2 separate regions of the Canis lupus genome follow, and region 1 is linked to region 2. Evidence: chromatin contacts called from public Hi-C data. All regions are on one chromosome and are shown on one strand. Each heading gives the region's core, a stretch centred on a gene start, on an enhancer-like site or on the middle of the called end of the contact. The rest is flanking DNA. Distances are from core to core; before and after follow the strand shown.

The links. A called contact is a pair of places that touch in the nucleus more often than the background predicts.
Region 1: a contact with region 2 is called in a Hi-C map of blood, with 2.3 times the contacts expected there. The contact joins the promoter of SIPA1L2 here to the promoter of MAP10 in region 2. A contact is called at or near these places in 2 of 9 Hi-C or Micro-C datasets (amygdala and blood).

What each region holds. Positions count from the first base shown.
Region 1 is chr4:7,399,085-7,404,546 of UU_Cfam_GSD_1.0, reverse strand. It overlaps SIPA1L2 (signal-induced proliferation-associated 1-like protein 2), which reads right to left and starts at 3,076. Exons shown (of 23, transcript XM_038533898.1): 1 at 3,019-3,076. It overlaps LOC119871611 (a long non-coding RNA gene), which reads right to left. Exons shown (of 4, transcript XR_005357539.1): 4 at 4,974-5,462.
Region 2 is chr4:7,242,379-7,248,342 of UU_Cfam_GSD_1.0, reverse strand. It overlaps MAP10 (microtubule-associated protein 10), which reads left to right and starts at 1,804. Exons shown (of 1, transcript XM_038533896.1): 1 at 1,804-5,810. The coding sequence starts at 1,846. The coding sequence ends at 4,587.

The DNA of each region.
Region 1 (5,462 bases), core at 1,827-4,326, 150 kb before region 2:
GGAAACACTTTATCCAAACTCATTTGTGCCAGGCAGTAGAGTCAGGAAACTAGCATTTCCTATCCCTCCCACCTACTGCTCCCTATTCTATCACCCTGCAAAGAAATTAGGTACATGCACAGGAGTAGAAAAATCTGGAACACGACTTCTTGTATTCTTTAGAACTGTATGGCATATTTCATTCAGATTCAAAACAGAAAAAAAAAAAAACTGCATTGCTTTTCAGTCTAAATTTTCTTCAAATTCAGCATGTCTTTGTAAGGATATGTAATCCTAAACTGCCACAACAAGTAGATCATAAATGCAGAGACTTGATGCCTTCCTCAATCTCAAGAAAAAAAGAAAAAAAAAAAACCACCAAAACACCTTGCATTTACCAATTATGGCTGGGATTCAGATGGAGGCGGTATCCACTTAGATCAGGCTGGTATCCACTTAAACACACACTTCTTTGCAAAGTATGCAGTAAACATGATCTCTTTTAAATTTGCTTTGATAACCATACACTTTCAAATCAGTTTCAATTACCAAACCATTGCCCTTTCAAGGTAGCTCACTAATATTTCCTCACTTTCAAGAATAGATAATCAAAATGAATAACCCACTACTCCTATTGCCTCAGGTGAAAAGATTCCCCAGGCAGACAGGTGTTTACCAAGCTCAGGTATCAAGGAATCCTTTAAAATACCATTCCAGTTCGGGGGGGGGGGGGGGGGGGGGGGGGGGGGGGGGGGGGGGGGGGGGGGCAGACAGCTTACAAACCCCCAGTACCCAGCTTGAACTACAATAAACATCATAAAAGCCAAATCATGATGCTCTGATAATTCCCTTAAAGGCTAAGACTTAACAGAAGCATCTGATGAAAAATATGCACTTAAATCGGCTGGGGAAAATCTGCAGCCTATACCCCAAGGCCAGAAGCTCTACCTCCATATCTGCAATTTATCTCTTATTTTCCAGACCAAATGCTTATACTGCTTCTTACCCAAGTTCATTTCACCCCATCTATAGGTAGCATGTGGGTACTGATAAAAGCTGTTTCTGATTTCATTTCCTACTTCCCAGATGTTTGCCACAGAGTTTTTTTTTTTTTCTTCAGCTATTTATGAATACACTCTAATTTAGAACAAACAAATTCAATATGTCATATTTTAAGCTGGGCAAGACACACAATAAATGACGGCTATAAAATGAGTCCAAGATAATTTCTCCAGCTTATGAACAAGTTTGCCTACCTAGGCAAGATTTGGACAGGCTGCCATGGTCTTACTTTAGAAAGAAAGTGCTTAAAATGTGTAACTGAGAACCTGCTTCTGCTAAAATGGCCAACTACAGGCTACTGTACTTCTCAGGAAAAGGATTGTGCTTAAAAGTGAAAAACCAAGCATCAACTAGGAGGAAAGAAGTGAAGATGACCCTAACACAATCCTTGGGATGAATGAATCATGCATGTGCACTCCCAACTACATGTATGACTGGAATCTTAGGAAGAAGCAATGCTATCTGTACCCAAAACTCAAGAAAGACTGTACTTCCCCATGAATAATATTGATTTAGCCCTCTCTGAAACAAGCAGTGAACTACTAAACTAAGCAGTAAACACTGTAAGTGAAAATGCTGTCTAAATACATTCCTCAAATAAATGAAAACATAAAACAGACATCCTTAAATTTGTGATTAAAAATGGTGAGCAAGTTGCCTCCTAAAATTCATCTTTAGGAATGCCAGAAATAATAGCACACCTATTGGAATCTAGGTGTTTGTTTTATAAGGAACTAATATATTTCAAAGAAAGCAACAGTTCTGGAGATCTTTTTTCTCCCGTTACTAATTGCAAAACTGGAAAAATTGCAGCCCCGATGGCAGACAGGCAACTCAAAAGCCCAGTTAACTAAATGCCTGTCATAAGAAAGCCATCTAGTGTTAACATTTAGAAATGAAAACTGCAGACAAAAGAGGCAAAGAAAAGAAAAATCTTAGTGACTATTTTGAACTTACTGAAAGCAAACCTATGAGAATCATCAAGATTCTTTGTTTTTAAAAAAAAGAAAAGAAAAGAAAAGAAAGGCCATCCTTATGAAAACCAACACTCATTTACACAAAACCCAAAACGTGCACAATTTTATTTTGACCAAAATCATGTTTCGGTGACTACGATTCCGTGACCAATGCACTTGATTTTTTCCAATACTCACGCTGGAGTCATCCTGGGCTGAATTAATTTAGCTGGAGCAGGTTAATGATGATAAATATCTCCCAGAGGGGCAATGCCAAGTTGTTTTCTCTTCCCTAGAAGCATCGGCTCTCGCTTGTAGATGATGAACCGAAATTGATTCTTTGGGTTTGTGGCACGGTTGGAAATTAATCTGTAGGTGCTCTAGGGGATGCTCCCAGGACGTGGTCAGACCAGCTTCAGTAACGCGGGGACCCGACCAGGCCCGGGAGCGGCAGGCGGAGCGCGGCGCGGGCACCCGGGGCGGCACAGCCGTCGGCACCCCGGGGCCCCGAGTCCGGAGGGCGCTCGCCCCGGCCCGGATCTCCCCCGGAGGGAGGGGCCGGGCGGGGGCGAGGGCGAGGGCGAGGGCGAGGGCGAGGGCGCGCGCGGGGGTCGCACACCCTCCGGGGGGTGGGGTGGCCCCGCAGCAAGTTCCGCAAGTAACCCCGCCGCGCGCCGGGGCCCGCGTCCCGCGTCCCGCGTCCCGCGGCCTTTTCTCTGCGCTCTCAGGTGGGTCCCAGAGGAGTTGCTGCGCCCCGGGAGGTCCTCGCGAGCGCTCGCGTCCCCAGGCCGGGAATAACCTTCCTGCGATCGGTAACTTTGCGGGAGCGGCGGCGGCGGCCCCTCCGCCCGCGGGACCCCCGCCCGCGCCCCCGCCCCGCCCCGCGGCCGCGCCGTCGGCCCCCGGGCGCCCCCGGGGCAGCGCCTTCACCCCGGGGCAGTCCTCGCCGGGCCGTGCGCGCACACGAGCGGAGGCTCCGAGCCGACCCGCCGCGCTCCCCGTCCGCTCGCCCGACACGCACCTCGGAGACGCAGTCCGCGGGGACCTGCTGCAGCCCGCGAGCGCGCGGCGGCGCCTACCGGGGCCGCCGCCTCGCCGCCCGCCGCTGCCCGGGGCTGCCCATCGGCCCGGACTCTGCCGGCGCCGGGCTCCGGCGGGAGGCGGCCCGGCCCCGCGGCTGCGGCTGCGGCTGCGGCTGCGGCTGCGGCTGCGGCTGCGGCTGGAGCGGTCCGCCCGGGGTCCGGCGGGCGGGCGGGCGGGCGGGCGGCCGGGGCGGGGGCGCGGCGCTGCTCCTCCTCCTCCGTCTTCCTCCTCCCGCTCCGCCGGCTCCTCCCGGGCTCCCGGTCTGCCGCGCCGGCTCCCGACGCCGCCGCCCGCCCGCCCTGCGGCCCCGCCCCCGCCCGCTCTGCGGCCTCCCATTGGCTGCTGCCTGCAGGCCCCCTCGGCCCCGCCCCGCGATTGGGCGCGGGCGCCGTCCGTCCCGCCGCCCCGCGGGGCTCGGGGCGCAGCCGGTGCGCGGTTCCCAGGCCCCGCGGCGCGCGAGAGCTCCGCGTCCCGAAGGCGTCCGGGCGCCCTTCCCCGGGGGGGCTGCGGGGCGCGGGGTGCGGGGCGCGGCGCCTGGCGACCTCGCGGCAGGTGCGTCCTACCTGGCCCCGCGCTCCGGGAGGCCCGGCGCCGCCCTCCGCGGACTCGTCCTCCCCCTCCGGCCGCAAGAAGTTAAAACCCGGAGTCGGGCTCCGAGCGGCCCCGTCGCGCCGTCGCGACCCTGCCGGGCCCGCAGTCTCCGGAGCCGGAGAGACGCGGCCGCCGGCACTCGAGGCCCCGCGCCGCCCAAGCCTGAGCGCCGCGGGCCGGGGACCCGCCGCAGCCGCGGGCGCCGCGTTCGGAGGACGGCCGGCCCGGGAGGGCGCCCGGGTGACCCCGCAGAGCCCCTGCCCCCGGGGCTGCGGCGGGAGGTGGCGCGGAGACCGACGGAGCGTCAGGACGAGGTCAGGTGGACCAGGTGGGCGCCAGGGCGCCGGCGTCCTGCGGAGGCGAAAACTTCCTGAGTCCGGGCGTGGGGAGCCTGGAGAGGCGAGAAGTCCGGGCGCCCGGCTCAGCCCCAGCCGCAGCCCCAGCCCCAGCCCCAGCCGCAGCCCCAGCCCCAGCCGCAGCCCCAGCCCCAGCCGCAGCCCGCCCAGCCGACCCCAGGCACTCCTCAACCTCGAGCGGGAAGGCTTTGGACCTTTATCTCAAGGAGGAGGAAATGAGCTTTTTATATCCATCTTTTCTACTTCCTAGGAAATGTTGGCCACCGACGAGGAAGCACTACCTGAAACTATTAATATAAATTGTTCGACATTTGAATGGGTTGCTGAAAAATTCAAGGAACTCTTTTTTAAAAAAAATGATTTTATTTATTTATTCATGAAAGACAGAGAGAGAGAGAGGCAGAGACACAGGCAGAGGGAGAAGCAGGCCCAGGATCACGCCCTGGGCCAAAGGCAGGCGCTAAACCGCTAAGCCACCCAGGGATCCCCGAGGAACTCTTTTTTTTTTTTTTTAAGAGAAGACTTGTTAAGCTACGGTGGGATTGGCTATGCTTAACCGGTCCGGTGGGAGTCACCCCGTATAAGCAGGAGTGGACCGGTTTAGGTAGTCGCTAACCTACCTTCCAGCCCCACCATAGCATTTCCGGAGCTGGCTTTACCCCAGCAGTAGAGCTGGCCTGGCAGTTTCCGGAGACTGGATCCAGGGCTTTCAGTTCCTCTTTCTAGAGGAAGAATTCTTCCTGGAGAGATAAAGAGGTCTGTACTTCCCCATTACAAACACTCCCTAGAATGTAACCCTGTGCAAAATTAGAGGCTGTTCTTCCCATGCTGTATTTCTCTGTTATCTAAAGCATGTACCCATTGTACAGTCGTTTACATCTCTTTGTGAAATATGGGTATAATACATGGGAGCGGGTATAATAAAACATGTCAGTGTTACAATGACATGAAAGAGTTTCTGAGTTCTCCGGGTTTGCAGGGCTTCCTATTATCAGCACTTACAAGATTGTCATTTATTCATTAAGCAAGCACAGTGTGGAGACCCCGTGATGTTCCAGAAAATGCTAGGAGCAGGGGATATAAAAACACATAGGACATGGGCCCTGCTCTTCCGGAGCGCACCATCTCACAGGCGTTGATCCTCACACATGGTAGATGCTCTACTAGACATACGAACAAAATCCACGGGGATTTTTGTCCCGGACAGACATTTATTTCCTGGGGGAGCCCAAAGAGGATATATTTCTCTTCCTAACGTCATCACAGTACTGCTCATGCCTCACAAGGTTGCATGGTTCATTGTCTTTCCCAGTACTCCCTAAGGGCCTTAAGGAACAGAACCACGGCTCCCCCTGCATTGTGACTTGGCTCAAACTACGTGAGTCAGTGCTTGGCCCTGAGGTGGCTCCTGATGCTGCTGCAGCTGCAATTGCCC
Region 2 (5,964 bases), core at 555-3,054:
ATTATAATATTTTTATAAGGTAGATACTACAACTACCTCATTTTTTGATGAGGAAAATGATTCACAGATGGTTGAGAAGCTAATTTATGATCACAGAGACAAGATTTGAGCTAGGTTGTTTGCTTATAGAATTTGGGACCCCAGCCACAGCATTGTGCTATTTCTCCATGTATGGTCTGTGGACGTTGAAATGTTTTAATTTTCATAGCAAAAGTTTTACTTGTTAAATTTAACACTGTTTACAATTATAAAATATTATTCATATATTGCAATACCAATCATATAGAGTATATGGGCAAAGAATATGAATATATTATCTCTATAGAAACTTTACAAATTATAGAAGCAATGTCCTTATAGAAGAAGGACACTGGTTTCACTGTCTGTATGCAGGAGATATGCAAGTGCTAATATTCCACATTATTAACCCTACCCAAAAGACTTACAGCAGGATGCACATATGGACTCTATGCCATTGCTTTCCATTGGTGAATATGCTGTCTTCTGTTGCTCTGTGTCATCCATCCATTAAGCATGTCACTTGATAAACGTTTCCTCTGCAAGTAGCTAGTAAGATTCTCAAGGCCAAGAGTAGTATATTCTATTTATATATTGCAATGAAACCTCCCTCAGTCTTCACACTAAAGCATCAACTCCCTCCAATTCTGAATTTCCCTTGAGCTTTACAACGTTCTTCTGAGCTTTGATGTAATGCAGTTTAACTATAAATTATAAAGCCGTCTAAAATTAAACATATTCACATAATGTCTGGCAGGAACCTCAAACTACAATCCCAAAAACCCAAAGTAACTTAAAAAAAAAAAAATCAAATCTATGCCTCATTTTTTTTCTCCTTCAGCAGTGAAAAACTTTTATCCATAACTTCTCGCCCCTAGTCACCAAATTCTAAATTCTGCTATCACAAATGCCTCTTCTTTCATCTCTCTTTGTCCTCTCCCCTGACCCTGAGCAAATTCAGGCCACCACCTGCACCAATGGGACAGCCTCCTAGTAGATTGCCCTGAATTCAATTAGTTACTAGTAGAATCCATCCTTTGTATTTGTATAGCTACATTTCTAAACATTGATGGGTTCACGCTTGCTCATCCCAAACATCTTCTACAGAACTATCCATGTCGTTCAAAGCTCTCCGTGTCATCAGTCTTGGTTTCCATGTAGCTGGTTTACTGAGGTTAGAAATATGTGTCCTTGAGAATCTGGGATAGTGCTCTAAGATCTTTTCCCCTCCCCCAACTGGCTGTTTACGTAGATCTATTTGTTTTGTTAAATGGAATCATTAACATTAATCTCACACATGGTGATTGCTCAAATGGAAATGGGACCACACCCGCTGCGCGTCTCGGTGCTATCATAATTCACCCAGATAGGGGCTCCCACGCTGCTTCACAGCAGTGTCATCACCTTTGGGTGGAGCCAGAGAAGACCGAGAAGGCCGACCCTGGAGAGTCAACTGGCTTTCTTCTGCCCTGGGGTCCCGAGTCCTGATTTACTCTCAATTTTCCTCAGAGTTAGACCTGACCTCAAAATTGCAGGAGATCTGCATGGATAGAAACGTGGCCCAAACAAACAAACAAAAAAGTCTGTTTTCTTGCCATCATATGATCACGCTTCAGTGTTAAAAGTAATTGTGATAACGTAAGCCCGGAGAGCAAGATGCGCGGAGCAGCGAAAATTCCCAGAGCAACTGCTGCCCAGACCTGCAGGGGTCCCCCTTAAGTCTCGCGAGAGGACACGCATAGGCGCTGTGGTCCCCGTGACTCTCGCGAGAACCGGCTTCGGCTCCCCTTCCCCGAGCCGGCGGCAGCGTCTCCAGGGGCAACAGCAATGGCGGCCCCCACGTCCGAGCGGCTCTTCTCTCTGGAGCTGCTCGTAGACTGGGTGCGTCTTGAAGCCCGGCTGCCGCCGCCGCCGCCGCCGCCACCCGTCGTCGCGGTGGAGGGGGAGCAAGAGGAGGCCGAGGAGGAGGAGGAGGAGGAGGCACGGCCGCCACCGCCGTCGCGCGACCTGTGCCCCGCGGTGGCCTTCCGCCTGCTGGACTTCCCCACGCTGCTGGTTTACCCCCCGGAAGGCCCCGGCGCCCCAGCCCCGGAACCCCGGCCCGGCCTGGTCCGCTTCGGTCGCGGCAAGTCCTGCCTCTTCCGCCTGCACGCCGCCACCCTGCACCGCCTGCTCCTGCGGACCCCGCTCTACACCTTGCTGCTGCAGCTGCCCCCGGGGCGCCCGACTCCTGCCCCCCAGCTCCTGGGTGCCTGCAGCATCTCGCTGGCCGCCGCCGCCCACCAGGTCCTGGGGCCGGCCGCCTCTGGCTGCTCCCAGGGTCGCCGCGGAAGTTTCCCCCTGCGTGACCACGTTGGGCAGCGGGTTGGGGACATTGCTCTGGGCTACCGCTTGACTGACTTGGGAAGCAGCCTGCTGAGCCACCTTGAGAGGCCAGTCGCTTCCGCGGGAGGTGAGGTGGAGCGTGCAGAAGTCGCTTCCCAAGCCCCGCAGGAAACACAGCAACCCAAGTCAGAGCCCGGAACCAAGGATGCTGATAGGTTTCTCGCCAGTTTAAGAGTCCCAAAGGCACAGAAGGAGTTGAGGGAAATAGCTTTCCACCGTCAGACCAACTCCGGTAACAGAGTTTCTTCGGAGCATGGCAAAACCAGCTCTGTGTGTTCAAATTCTAGTGGGGTGAGGAGCGTCAGCCCCCCAGATCAGGAAGTCACAGAGTTGGACGTTGAAACCAACACATTTTGCCCCCCTCCTCTGTATTACACTCATTTGACGCCAGAAAAGATGCCTCCTGTACGGGGTACAATCACCATTAAGCCACAGATAAATGTACCTGAGGGATTGAATGGTATTTTTCTGGAGGAAAATCGTGCAACTGCCCCAACAGATACTGATTGTCTGAAACCTACTAAGTCTGGGACCCGGGAGAGTCCTCCAATGCTCATAAATACCCGCCATGTTCAGGATGTAGGAGCAAGTGATCAAACTGCAGATCATGCCCAAACTGAACAGAATAGAGTTGATACAATAAGGCAGCTGCCTTTGTTAAATGCTTTGTTGGTTGAGTTGTCTGTGTTACACAACCAACCTGTGGCAAGCCCTACTCAAATACATCCTCACCTAGCCTGGTTATATAGAACTGAGGATAAGAGGTCACCAGAATCTTCTACCAAATGCACATGTAAATCTGAATCTAAGGATAAGCTTTCAATGGGGGGAAATGAAAAGTCAGTGAATCTTCAGTATAAAAAGAACCAAGCTGAAAATCTCAAAAAAGGTAAATATTTTGAAGAGAACAGTGATAACCCTCCCAAAAGAGTTCCGAGGGGGAAGCTGCTCTATGGTTTAACAAAGACACTTAAACTACGTTTAAAGCAGACAAATCCTGATATGTTGGTAGTACATGAAAAAAGAGAACAGTATAGAAAAATGCAAGCACAGATGTTAGGTACAAAACTCAGAATTCCATCATCTAAAGTTAAAGCATTAAGCTTTGCCAAAGTACATCAGAAGCCACACCAACTACCTAAAGATAAGTGTTTGGAATTAGATGCATCTTTTGCTGAAAACAGTGATACCTCAAAGCAAATCAGTGGAGTTTTGGGTGACCCTAGCACAAGTCAAGAAACTAAACTGAAATGTGCAGCTGAAAAAACAGTAGATTGTAAACATAGAATAAGTAATGGTTTATTGAAAGAAATTGCGAGTCCTACAAATTCCATTGTTCTGGAAGGGCTTACTCCTGCAAGTATTTTGGAAGGAAAAATGGATATGAAAGTCCAGAGTCCACGTGTTTTCCAACAAGTTGCAGTTGTTGACAGAATTGTGGTAGATAAAGAAATAGAGAATAAACAGGTCAAAACCACTGATACTCTTACTGATAATATGAGTGAAAATAAACCAAGTAAAAATAGTTGCTCTGAAAGCATCTCAGAATTAAAGTATTCAGATGACTTCACCAGCCCTTGCTCTTCTGAAGATTTCTCTACCACTGAGGACACTAGCAGGATTTTACAAGCTCATGATAGCAGTCCAGAGGCAGAAAATCCAAAATATAATCGATGCACAAGTAAATCTAGTGAAACAATACTGTCCATAAGAAAAAACAGCAGTGAAAAGAGTTCTGTTCTTAGCCCACCTTTTTCAGCTGGATCACCAGTACACTCATCTAAAAGATCTCCTATTTCAAAGATTCAAGATAAAAGTTTGGAGGAAACATCGAGTATCTTTACCAGTGATTTATCTTTATTACATTGGACTGAGGAAAAAGAAAATCATATAGATCAAAATGGTATGCATAATTCTAAAGTTGTAAAGAGGGATCAGGACATGTCTATAAAACTTAAAACAAGAACTGGTGGCAAGTCTTCAGAAAAAAGCCAGTCACCTCGGACATCTCAAGTGAGTTCTTATCTGCCATCTAATTTGTCAGAACTAGAACTTAATGTTCTGGATAGCAGTACATCAGATCACTTTGAGGAAGAGGATGAAGTTGCTTCACTAAATATTTCCAAGCAATGCAGAGATATTTGTGAATTAGTGATAAATAAACTTCCAGGATATACAGTGTGAAAATATGTGCTTTTAAAAAGCATTTCATTTTCTATAACCTATGTGTACTGTTAAGTGAAAAAATTTTTAATAATTCTTTACATTATTTTAGTATATAAATTACATGAGTAATTCTTTTTTAAAAATACATTATTTTGATGTCTAGATGATACTCTGTTATACTGGACAATATTAATCATGAAATTACCTTATAATGTAGGTAAGATTTAGGTTGTTTATCTTATAAGAATAAAAATATCTTTCTAAACTATCTCAAAGTATCTATCTGAAAGTACCAGTCATCCTAAAGCTGACTCAGGCACACCATTAAAAAAAAAAGAAGGCTAATTAATAATTAGGATAACCTCAGATTTTAATAGGAATAAATCATTTAACAAATATAGAAGAACCTACTGTATAAGATGCCGAAAGGTACAAAAATATTTAAGATATAGCCCCTGTAGGTAGAGTTTACTGTTTTATACAGATTTTTTTTAGGGAAATCTTAGATACGTACACACCCCATATCCCCAGTAGGTGAAGTCCTTTTTCTATGTTGTCATTGTGCTCTATACTTCCAATCAGTGTATGTATGTTCTTTGTATCTAGCGCAGTCTGGCATGTGGGTGCGATAAAAGCATGTGTTGAAGGAATTAATAAAGGCCATGCATTTACACTAAGCTGATGGGAGGAACAAAATTAAGCAAACAAGTAGAAATCCTAAGAATAAGCAGCAGAAAATCCTTATTGGAAATATGGTTATTTGACTACAATATTTTTGTTTTGCTGTCTATAAATAGCCTGTAGGTGTTCTCTAAAGTTTTTGGGGAAGGAAGAGAAGGAAGTTAAAAGAGATGTCCTCCAGTTTCTTGTATAGAAATTCAATTTATTGTTGTCATTTCCGGTTTTTCCAAAATTGTTAAAAGTATGAAAGTTTGTCTTTAGAAATTCTAGTGATCATTTCTCTATAATTTTTTCCATAGATTTTGTACTTAAACCTTATTCTGTGTTCAAACATTTACATGTACTTTTTTCCGTTATATTTTAATTTTTACACTTTTTAATATGTTTGATATTTTTGGATGTATGAAGCGAAGACCTAATTTTCTTTCCTTTATGAATAATTAAATAACTAGGCATTATCTTTTGAATGATAATAATTGATAAAATTCAGTAAAATGGTAAAGAATGAGGATGTTATATTTTGAGAAACAATATGAATAAAAGAAATATGGGAATGAGCATAATGTATTCATGGGACTGAAAATATCTTGATTAGAATGGTAGATTCATGCTACAGAGTGGTAAAAATGAAATTTGTTGAGTAAGAAAAGTCCCAGATTATAGGGAGCCTAAAATGCCAAGAATAATAAAGTCCTAAGCAATAGAAACAATACG